2 separate regions of the Hordeum vulgare genome follow, and region 1 is linked to region 2. Evidence: chromatin contacts called from public Hi-C data. All regions are on one chromosome and are shown on one strand. The core of a region is the stretch at or near the end of the contact, and the rest is flanking DNA. Distances in the headings are between cores, read along the strand shown. Region 1 has its middle 20 kb from the start of LOC123424772. Region 2 holds the start of LOC123424769.

The links. Hi-C and Micro-C count contacts between places; a contact is called where the count stands out from the background.
Region 1: a contact with region 2 is called in a Hi-C map of seedling, with 2.3 times the contacts expected there. The contact joins the enhancer-like site here to the promoter of LOC123424769 in region 2.

The regions. Positions count from the first base shown.
Region 1 is chr2H:44,816,943-44,822,594 of MorexV3_pseudomolecules_assembly, reverse strand. No RefSeq gene overlaps it. Among protein-coding and RNA genes, the nearest start is that of LOC123424772, 20 kb to the left of the region's middle. Within about 2 kb of position 1,869, at least 3 of the 3 cell types and tissues checked have open chromatin away from gene starts, as enhancers often do. A contact at or near this core is called in seedling, where this site is marked.
Region 2 is chr2H:44,502,194-44,508,368 of MorexV3_pseudomolecules_assembly, reverse strand. It overlaps LOC123424769, which reads left to right and starts at 4,676. Exons shown (of 28, transcript XM_045108451.1): 1 at 4,676-4,745; 2 at 4,840-4,990; 3 at 5,100-5,239. The coding sequence starts at 4,873.

The DNA.
Region 1 (5,652 bases), core at 620-3,119, 320 kb before region 2:
TAATAAATCAAGCAGTTCGTGTCCTCATACCATGTTCTTTTTTACAATGAATATAACAGCTTTCTTGTCGTTCAAAAAAAAAGATTAAGCCATTTTGTTTTATTCACAGCACACACTCGATGTTACGGCTACCAACGCTGAAACGTTTGGACATGCGCTTGATAAACTGGAGAGGACCCTCATCATCATTTCTGCGCTTCACCTCCAGGCCGGTGAGGACAGCACACTCCCTGCCAAACGTGTCTTCATAATCTGAATCTGAACAGTAGGGTGACATACCACAGGTGCGCAGCACGGTCCTAAACAAGGTGGCAACACAAAACTTGCCTGAGCCAAGGCTGAAGAGGTGCAGCTGGGATGGCGTCCAGCCGTCCACGGTTCTTCCTCGGGCAGATCAAGATAATCCCAAGTATGATGCACCTTGGGTGGCTGCCCAGAGACTATTGCTGAGAGATCAAAAGCACATAGGCTTGAGAAGGGGTTGCAGGCTGAGAGGCCAAACCAGAAGTCGAGCTCGGGGACATACTCAGCTCTGCCAAAGAATGGAAGTGCCCAGTGAGCAGCTTGGCTCCATGTCTCGTTCACTGTGTCAAAGGTGTAGGTGCCTATGGCCTTTTCCGGAGATGAAATGCATATGGTGGAACCATCAACCACAGCATAAGAATGCAAGTCGGGGGCTTTTTTCTGGATTGCTGAAAAATGGCGGCGGGGGCAGAGTTTCCCAGCTCCATCCCTCGAGAACAGACGGGTTTCTGCGGTTAGAGAGGACTTCAAACTTCAAAGCAGGAACCGGTATCGGCAGCGGGGGAGAGGTCCAAGACGTACAACGACGTAGGTTTGAGACCGGCTTGGGTTATGGGGAGAGTGATGACATTCTGCATCTTGCGTGAATTGGGAGGAGCGGATGGATCGAAGATTTTCAAGTCAACGTTACACAGTGCGGTCCGACAATTACTGTCAGAGGCTCAGAGTAAAGGATGTTGCTCTCGCCTCCCAGTAGAGAGAACAAGCGCACGTCGGTCTTGTTTTTGATACTGGGCGATGCTTGGAAATTCATCGCTGGCGGAGGCGATCTTTTCCAGCCGCCCATCGCTGCCAACTCCCCAAGGCTGCTGCTATTCATCTTCTCCCCTGCAGCTGCAGGGTGTGCTGCTAGTTGTGCTACTATTTCGGTGTCTTGGTAGAAGAGGTGCTTGCGGACATCGATACGGCACAGCGAATAGATGCGACTTACTGAAGTCATGCACTATCACATTCAAATACCGACGACTCATACTGTCACCTGAATCTCAAAAGAAAGATGGAGAACGAATATCAGGCTGAGATATCGGATTACTGCAAAACATCAGCCAAAAGTGCAGATTGAAATGAAAAATGCACTCACCACATGCGGAAAAAAAAAACACTAGGAGTATTAGCTTCCTGTTCTCTAGAATATTCAGATGGCCTGGGGAGGCTCTCGCCCAAGGATACCAGAAGCTGTTGAGGGGGTGTTTCTTTTTGCTGTAGGGACTATTTTTAGTGCCATGTGAAGAATCATGAGGTACTTTTAGGGATTAAAAGGGGTATTTGAGACAAAAGAAAGAAGTCTCTATGGGAGGGTCTTTTTAAGACTTTTTGACACTTTTTTCAACAATATTCCTACTTTTAGCATGTCATTTAATAACTTCTAACACATTACTAGGGATAAAATGGTCTTTTTGTATGTCATTTAATGACCTCTAGTTCCTGAAAAAAAAGATAAGGACTAAGAACTTTTTAGTGAAGACTAAAAAAGTGATAGGACTTTTTAAAAAAACAGGGCCGGCGGCGATGCAAGGCAGGATGGAGTCGTCAAATCTGGAAGGAAGGCACAGAGGTGCTCCACATTGTCCCTGGGGTCGGGCCGGCAAGGTGCTCCACATTTTTTAATGGTCCCGCCCATAAAGCGGAATGCAGCAGTGTGGTTTCTTCAGTTTAGGTAACATGCTATAAGTTCTCAGGAATATCCTATTTGCCGCTCTATGCGTCAACCAGTCGGCGTTTCGCACACACAGTGATCGAGCAGCGATGCAATGGGCCGGCCCATATAACTGCTCCAGCGTTCCGGTTTTGGGAAACTAGGTTCCAACCGATTTTTTCTGGTTTTGAGAAACTTTTAGAAGATTTCCTGAATCGTTTTTTTTCCTTTCTGTTTTTTTTTCTATTTCTGATTTAGATAATGTTCTTCAAATTCGAAAAATATTCTTGCTTTTCAAAAAAATTGTTTTGGATTTTCAATTTTTTTTTGGATTTTGAATTTTTTTTTTGGATTTTCAAAAAGGGTTCTTGATTTAAAAAAAATGAATTTTCGAAAAATGTTCCGGAATTTGAGAAAAATGTTCAGACATTTGAATAAAAACAATAATGAATTTGAAAAATTGTTTTGCAATTTGAACAAAATGTTTTGAAATTTCAAAAATGTTTTGGAATTTTAAAAATGTTCAGGAATTTAAAAAATGTTTCGTAATTTTGAAAAATTGTTCCAGAATTTAAAACAATATTCCTGAATTTTTATCTAAATGTTTAGAATTTTTCAAAAAAATGTACCAAAATTTGAAAAAAATGTTTTGGAATTTTTATCTAAATGCTTCGGATTTTATCCTTTGTTTTCTGTTAGTGGGCCGGCCCAGTCGCGATTCCTTTGTGCATCCAATAGGACCTCCCAGAAGTTCATACTTATAGACATTGGTCCCAGTTAAAATAAAACTTCGCGAGATTGTCTAAAAAAACATGCTAGAAGCTTCCATCGCTTCGTTTTTGGTTTTTCTATCTTTTTTTTGTTTGGGCCGATTTTGTTTCACCTTTTATTTTAATTTCATTCTTTTTGTCTTTTAATTGTGCAAACTTTTCAGATTTGTTATTTTTTTCAAATTTGTAAAAAATAATATTTAAAAAGAATAAACTATTCAAATTCGTAAAAAAACAATATGCTTTTTAAAACTTCATTTTTTTTTCAATTTCATGAAGTTTTTCAGTACTCATGAACTTATTTGGAATCAAGTTTGTGGATTTTTTGTTGAAGTCCGCTTTTTAAAGTCAATGGTCAATGTTAAGCGGTTAAAGGTCAACAACCAAAAGGTCGGCTGGCTACATGGTTGACTTTTCGGGAGCTTCTGTGGTGGTGGTGGTGACCACAACTCTTGGTTGTGTAAGATGAAAGAGGTCTAATGGCGGGAGGCTCTGGCCAGCTTCGACAGAGCCAGATCTGGTGTGGTGATGCTCACCCTCATTGTGCTAGTTACGGACGCCTCTGGTGGTATAGGCCTATCTTCGAGCGAAAGCTTGACGATTGACGCCGGCAACGACGACGTCCGTGGGTGTCGTTCTCTTTCTTAAGGACATCGTCGTGTTGATGTCTAAGAACCGGACATTGGATTGTCAGCTACAACCCTTTGTGAGTTCGGACATGGACTAAATGCTCTAGCTTCCTAAGTCACGAACAATTGATAGAAGAAGAAAGAGGAATCGAACATGTCGGAGTACCCAGGTTCAGGCCGTCGTGTCGGTGTAATACTCTACTCCTGCTCTGTGGGATATTTTAATGGTAGTTGGCTACGATGTGTATGTTTTCTGAATGAATCTTCCCTCCTCTGAGGCCGCAATCCTCTCCTATTTATTCAGCAAAAATGCTACACCTACGAATTTGTAGGTGAATTACTTACGAAAGGAAGGTTTCCTTCCCAAACCTCCACTACCCCCCTGATTTTCAGGGTGGGGCCCTGCCGTATCCAATCAACCAAGCCCACATCATCACCTACGTAAGATTTCGTAGAAAGTCTACGTAAGTCTAGCAAAGCTCTTCAGCAAAAATGCTACACCTACGAATTTGTAGGTGAATTACTTACGAAAGGAAGGTCTCCTTCCCAAACCTCCACTAATCCCCCCCCCCTGATTTTCAGGGTGGGGCCTGTCGTATCCAATCAACCAAGCCCACATCATCACCTACATAAGATTTCGTAGAAAGTCTACGTAAGTCTAGCAAAGCTCCTTATTCAGCTTCCCGCAAGGCCCTTGCGTGGTTCCTCACGAGTAATGCTACACCTACAAAGGCTTACGTAAAGATTTTACGTATAAACTGATGTGTAAGATTGTGATTGGTAACTGAGGGATGAGGGGCCCCACCCTCACTGAAAATCAGGGGGAAGAGAAGAGTTAGTTTGGAAGGTTAAGTAAACCTTTGTAAGTTTTTATATGTCTAGCATTATTGGGTTCCTCACCGTCCAAATTTAACATAGGGTAGGCTAGATTAGCTTGTACGAGCGCAGTATGGTCTTTTGTCGGACGTACGTGCGTGCAACGATGATGGCTTCCGAAGCATCGTAGTGTCCCACACACATACCAATGCATCCCTCCTCGTACAAAGTGGGTAGCATCAGGGTACTGCTCCTGTAGCAACGTATGGAGTAGGTAATTAAACTGCCATGTAGTCATTGTGGGTGATCTCGCTCCAACGGGGGTACGTCTTGCCGGAGCCCATGCATGCTGATCGGTCAGTCACCTCCCGTCCTTCTGTTGACGCCCATAGCAATGAACGAGGAGCGGGGCACCGTCCCTCGTTGGCCGATTTTTTCTTCTAACCTTTAGTGTAAAGAAAACGCAAATCTGACCCTAGTTTAAAAATACGTTCAAAATTGACCTCTTTACGTGACGCCAACGTCCCTGACGTCTGGGTTGCACTGGAGACGCTAGGGACTGGCTGGGCCCAGTCGATCAGCCTGCCGTTGACCAGATGATGTGGCGAAGGGGCCAGACCAGACGTCAGGGTCCGTGTTGTCTCATAAGTCTAATTTAGTGCAAACCTACTGGTGTCTGTTGTGCGCACCTAGACGCCAGAGTCCCTAGCGTCTCATATGTCCAATTTAGTGCAAACCTACTGGTTTCTGTTGTGCGCACCCAGACGTCAGGGACCCTGGCGTCTGGTCCTGGCCACATGACCAGACGCCACGGTTCCTGTCGTCTGGGTCCTGAACCCAACTAGACTATGTGGTGGACTGTTGGTGTGGGTCCCACCACACTCACTTTCCCCTATCATTGCTGCTTCATTTCTGCTCTCCTCCTATCCCCTTCCCCTCAAGACCCCCATCGAATCCGAGCAAGAAGGTGATTCCCTAACATAAACATGTCCATAAACTTTGTTCCTTATAGTATTCTCCTTCGATTCATCCAATTTTTTTTGTTGAACCTCCTTATTATGATACATTTTGTACATCTTACATTTTTACATCTTAGAGAAACCCTAGCTAAATTTAGTGTGTATTGAGTAGTTAGTGTGTATTGAGTAGTCATTTTATGAAATACAGGATGAGACCGTTCATTTACGTTGATGCTTCTGCTGAGGCGGCGACGAAGCGTGAACGCGAATTTATTAAGGAAAAAATGACCTACTGGGTGGCAGCCGTTGATGCGTTGAATGCGGCGTGTAGAGCCTTTTCAAACTACTGTTTCTATAAGGACGTTGCCAAAAGAATAATTGACAAAAAAGAGAGCGAGATCAAGAAGCTGGAGAAGAGGGAAAAATATTGTCGGCGTGATCTTGCAATCCAAGTTGCATTGTGTGCAACAAGGGAAGAACATCAACAGTTTAACATTCACAACCATGGGCAGGTCATTGATTGGTTAGTGAGGCAACCT
Region 2 (6,175 bases), core at 3,427-5,926:
CGCGCCCCCCTGGCCACGCCTAGGGGGCTTGTGGCCTCCCCTCGTGGCCTCTGCCTTGGTTCTCACGTCCCCTGCGTATCTTCTATTCCAGAAAAAATCTTTTCGGAAGTTTTATTCCGTTTGGACACCGTTTAAAATTCTCCTCTAAAAAGGGTCAAAAACACGGAAAAAATAGGAACTCGCACTTGGCACTGAGTTAATAAGTTAGTCCCAAAAAAGATATAAAAGGCATACAAAACATCCAAAGTTTGACAAGATAATAACATGGAACCATAAAAAATTATAGATACGTTGGAGACGTATCACATGCATACCCTGCAAAAACAAGTTAGACGTCCTCTAATTTGTTGTCCCATGTTTTACGTGGCTGCTATGGGTATCTAGTATGATCGTATCTTACTTACGCAAAGCCACAACGGTGATATGCAATTTGTTATTTAACCTTCTCCAAGGACCGCCTCGGTCAAATCCGATTCAACTAAAGTTGAAGAAACAGACACCCGTGAGTCATCTTTATGCAACAAGTTGCATGTTAGTCGATGAAACCGGTCTCTCGTAAGCGTACGCGTAAGGTTGGTCCGGGCCGCTTCAATCCAACAATACCGCCGAATCGAGAAAAGACTAAGGAGGGCAGCAAATCAAACATCAACGCCCACAAACTCTTTTGTGTTCTACTCGAGATATCATCTACACATGAACCTAACTCTGATACCACTATTGGGGAATGTTGCATGGAAAACAAAAAAATTTCCTACGCACACGCAATACCTATCCATGGTGATGATCATCTACGAGAGGGGAGAGTGAATCTACATACCCTTGTAGATCGCTAAGCGGAAGCGTATATAACGCGGTTGATGTTGTGGAACATCTTCTTGATCCAAATCGCAGCCCGTCCCGCGATCTCATCACGATCCAATCACGATCCATCCCGATCTAGTGCCGAACGGACGACACCTCCGCGTTCAGTACACGTATAGCTCAATGACGATCCCCGCCTTCTTGATCCAGCAAGAGGGGCAGAGAGGTAGATGAGTTCTCCAGCACGATGACATGGTGGTGGTGGTGGATCTATTCCAGCAGGGCTTCGCCTAAGCACCGCTGAAACTAGACTAGAGGAGAAACATATCTAGAGAGAGAGGGCAACACGTGGCTGATTTGTTGTGTGTCAAAAACCCTCAATACCTCTATTATATATAGGAGGGAGGGAGGGGAGGAGGCAGCCTCAAACCCTCAATGTTTGGCCGAAATTGGAGGCGGAGGGGTCCTACTCCAATCCTACTAGGAGTATGATTCCTCCTCTCCACTTGGAAACCCATTCCACCTTTGGGTTTTTTTCCTTCTCAAACCTCATGGGCCTTAGTGGGAGCTTATGTCAGCCCACTAGGGGCTGGTTTGTATCCTGCCATAGCCCATAAGGCCCCTCGGGGTGTGACACCCCTCCCGATGGTCCCCGGTACCTCCCAACACTCCCGATACACTACCGATGAGCCTGAAACTTTTCCGGTGACCAAAACAGGATATATATATATATATATATATATATATATATATATATGTCAATTTTTACCTCCGGACCATTTCGGAGCTCCTCGTGGCGTCCGGGATCTCATCCGGGACTCCGAACAACTTTATATTACCAACACCTATAACTCAACTATACCGAAACGTCACCGAACCTTTAAGTGTGCAAACACTGCGGGTTCGAGAACTATGCAGACATGACCGAGACACCTATACGGTCAATAACCAATAGCAGGACATGGATGCCCATATTGGCTCCTACATATTCTACGAAGATCTTTATCGGTTAAACCTCTATGTCAATGATTCAGTTAATCCCGTATGTTGTGCCCTTTGTCCTTCGGTATGTTACTTGCCCGAGATTCGATCGTCGGTATCTCTATACCTAGTTCAATCCCGTTATCGGCAAGTCTCTTTACTCGTTCCGTAATACAAGATCTCGTGGCTAACTCCTTAGTCACATTGCTTGCAAGGCTTATTGTGATGTTGTATTACCGAGTGGGCCCCGAGATACCTCTCCGTCATACGGAGTGACAAATCTCAGTCTCGATTCACGCCAACCCAACAGACACCTTCGGAGATACCTGTAGAGCACCTTTATAGTCACCTAGTAACGTTGCGACGTTGATACACACAAAGTATTCCTCCGGTGTCCGGGAGTTGCATGATTTCATGGTCATAGCAACGATACATTGACATGCAGAAAAACAGTAGCAATAAACTATCATGATCATATGCTACGTTTATAGTTTGGGTCTTGTCCATCACATCATTCTCCTAATGATGTGATACCGTTATCAAGTGACAACACTTGCCTATGGCGAGGAAACCTTGACCATCTTTGATCAACGAGCTAGTCAACTAGAGGCTCACTAGGGACAATGTGTTGTCTATATATCCACACATGTATTTGAGTTTCCAATCAATACAATTCTAGCATGGATAATAAACGATTATCATGAACAAGGAAATATAATAATAACCAATTTATTATTGCTTCTAGGGCATATTTTCAACACTCACAAAAATATATAGACCATCAAATAGTTTTCCAGCCCTAGCTATACAAAATGTACGTCGTCATCATCATCGTCGTCGTCGTCGTCGCCATCGCCATCGCCATCGCCATCGGGGATCATGCATGCTCAAAGGCAACACTACTCTAGTAGTAGTACTTTCCCAGTCGGCTCCCGAGCCACAGCACCCTGTGAGTGTTTGCCATGGCAACGAACCCAACACCCTGGGCCTTGTTGTCAAGCAGGTGGCCGAGAGCTGCCATGAGATCCTCGTCGTTGAAGCCACCCTGGGTCATGACAACACCATACAGGTCAGGGTGGACGTCGAGGGGCTTGCACTCCCTGATGGCTGTTGCCACCTCCTTCAGCGCCTCAGTCATGGCGAGTCCTGGACAAACGATGGAGGAAACTGGATGTCCGATAGAACAAGGGCCCGACAAAGATCTTGCGTCCGTGTGGTCATGTCCTATAATCGTAGCACGCATTGACAGTAAGCATAGCACAAAACACACCAGACAATCCATGAAAGCAGGAGCATACATGTACATACTAAGCATACCGCACAATCTATGAGAACGAACATACATCTACAACAAACAACATGCTACAAATGAACCACCAATAGCTACAAATCACAGATCTAAGCACGAATTAACACAAGCACAAGGTTCAACTTCAAACTCTACTACTAATCTAGCCTATCACATGCTTGAACATCTAACCCTACCACAAATTGCAACCGCAACATAGCAATCAATGATACGAGCTCACAGATCAGAGCATTAATCAACCATGCATGCACATCAAACCCTAGCTGCAGCTGAGATCTAGCTCGAAGGAACAGAGAGAAAGGGGGATTGAACTCACATATCCCATGGATGCAGCTCGAGGACGAGGGGGGAACGGTCGTAGAAGATCACCGCCAGCCGGTGAAGGACCGCCGACGCCGTGGACCGCCGACCGATGAAGATGTGTCGCTTACCTGCTCGTCGATGCCGATGCGCGTCGGCAAGAAAGCTCGAAAGGGAGGACAATGGTGACGGAAGTTGGGGGGGGGGGGTGAGGGAGGGGGCTAAATAGGGGCGGACTCAGCGGGAGGCGAGCCGAAATTCTCTCGCCGATTTTTCGGCGACGCGGGCAAGCTCGCGCTATCTCCCTGGTCGCACGAGGAGAGAAACGCGTCGCCCGAACCAGGCTCGCGAGCTACTGCCAATTCGGACGTTTTCCTTCGACCTGACCTGAAACTGCTTTAACGTTCGTGCCATGCGGACCGCACGCAACCAAAAAAACCATTCCGAAGAAGACAGCCCCACTAAGGAACACACGCACCAACACACGTACACCTGGTCCCGGACGAACCAAAACCATCCATCCATTCCAGCAGCGCAAGGATCAGACGACAGGACGCCGCGAAAGCAACCACCGAACCGAACCTAGGCCACGCCTCCCTCCCCCACCCAGACCCAAGTTAACGCCGCCCGCGCCTCCGTCTCTACACCGCACCTAACCCAGCCCCACCACCCCGCACCCTCGACGGCGCACACGCGACACGCACGCGCCTCGTCCCCACCCCGGCCCCGCCTCGCATCGCGCGGCGGCCGCCTTCGCGAGAACGCCGCAAGTCGGCAGAGGAAATAGAAAGAAGGAAAAAAGAAAAAAAAAAGCTGCGGCCCGCTCGCCCGCTGCTGACGAAGAGAGAAGGATACAGCCGGCCGGCTGTTTCTCCTTCCGTAAAACGCCGGTAAAATCCCCGTTGACGCGGCCGCCGCCAGCCAGCCATCCAGCCGATCGCCCCCGCCGCTCCCCCATATATAAATAAGCGCGCCTCCCCTCCCCTCCCCTCCCCCACCACCAACCTCGCGATCCGTAAACGGAAACAAAACCACAGCCCCGCGCGAGTCCCCCGTGGCCTCCCTCCCCCCCTCGTCACGCCTCCGCGCCCGCACCCTCCCCGTCGCGAAATTACGCTTCGCCCCTCGCCCGCCGCGGGGATCCGCACGCCTCCCCGCCGCCATGGTCGACACCAGGCGGAGCTCCGCGGGGAAGCGCCGGGCCCCGTCGGAGGAGGCCTCGCCCCCGACGCCCCCGCCCGCCGCGGCCTCGGACGCGGGCGCGGGCGCGGGCGATGCGGCGGGGGCGTCGGCGCCCGCGGCGGAGGCCGCCTCCTCGCCGCCCCCGCGGAGCCGCTCGGCCAAGCGGGCCAAGGTCGCGGTCTGTTCCCCTGTTTTTATGTCGCCGATGATTCCCGGGAACCGATTGATCTGATTGATTATTCGTTGCTGTGCGGTGGTGGTGGCAGGGCAAGGCGACGGTTCTGGTGTCGGGCCCCGTGATGGAGGCCGCCGCCAAGGCAGCGGGCCGCGCGATCGACAACTCGCAGCTGAGCGTGCCGGCCGCGGAGAGGTCCGCCGGGGCCGTTGCCGCGTCGTCCACGGTGTCCAATTCAGGAGGTGCGCGCTGTTGTGTTCTGAGTTCACGGTTCATTTCAGAGGGGGCTACTAGGGTTTGGTTTTAGCTCGGGGGAGGTTTTTGATTGCGCTTATTGTTTTGCTGGTTCAGCGAGGAAGAAGAGGACGCCCAGGCGTCTGCCTCCGTCCGACGAGACGACCGCGGAAGAGATGACCCAGTGGAAGACGAGGCGCGGGGCTGCCAGTAGCCAGACTCATGCTTGGGCCAGACTGATTTCCCAATCTTCCCAGGTCTGTTGTTTAGGAGAACTCATTCATGTGAGGAACAGTGCCACAATTCTATTTGGTTTTGTGACCGCATAGCATCTAATCAAGTTATTTGGCGGACAATTGAACTGCTGTAGCCTTCCTAGTAGCTATCAAACACCACCAACATATTGGTATACATAGCAGATTTTAATTCAAAATTCATTTTCGTTACAAATCTTTGTCTTGAATGGGTCATGATATATGTCTGCCAAAGCGCTATTGTGAATCATCTGTCATATAACTCTTCATGCATGGATTTAGTTGGCAACACAGGACCATTATGTGCTCTTGGAAATGGAGCAAAGAACCGTTCCATCTGAGTTATCCAAAAATCAGAGAACAGTGACTAGTTATTCTTGTTTTTCTATTGATTGCTGGCTTCTATACATTATCTACTTCCTGTCATTAATTTGGCCCGACGTGTATACCACCTTTGTCAGAGTTATATTAAGCATTGTGATTTTTGTGAATGTGGGTTTTGTAATCTTGCGCTAGTAACTGTTCAGTAATTTTAAAATCATCATTCTGATATTTATCTTCAGTTTCCAGTCTCCTGCATTCACAACTATAGGATTGTTATTGTCTGTCTGCTCAAATTTAAGCGTACTAATCTAATATAAATATATAACTTGCGCGATCATCTTATTTGTCAAATCTTGTAACGTTTTTTTCTCCGGTTTTGAGTAGGAATCTACTCTGAAACTGTATGCAGGTCCATTTGGACCATTTGATCCAGATGAGTCACATTGGATCAAGGGCGATCCCTGTTGTTGGTGCATACATGCATAACAAATAGCATTTCTCAGTTACTTGTTTTTGAGTTGTTCACATCTGTTTTTTGTAACCGCGTCAAATAGCCTTACCATTTTGTCAATTCCCCACTTAGTTCTGTAGTATTGGTTATTTAGTCTTAGCATT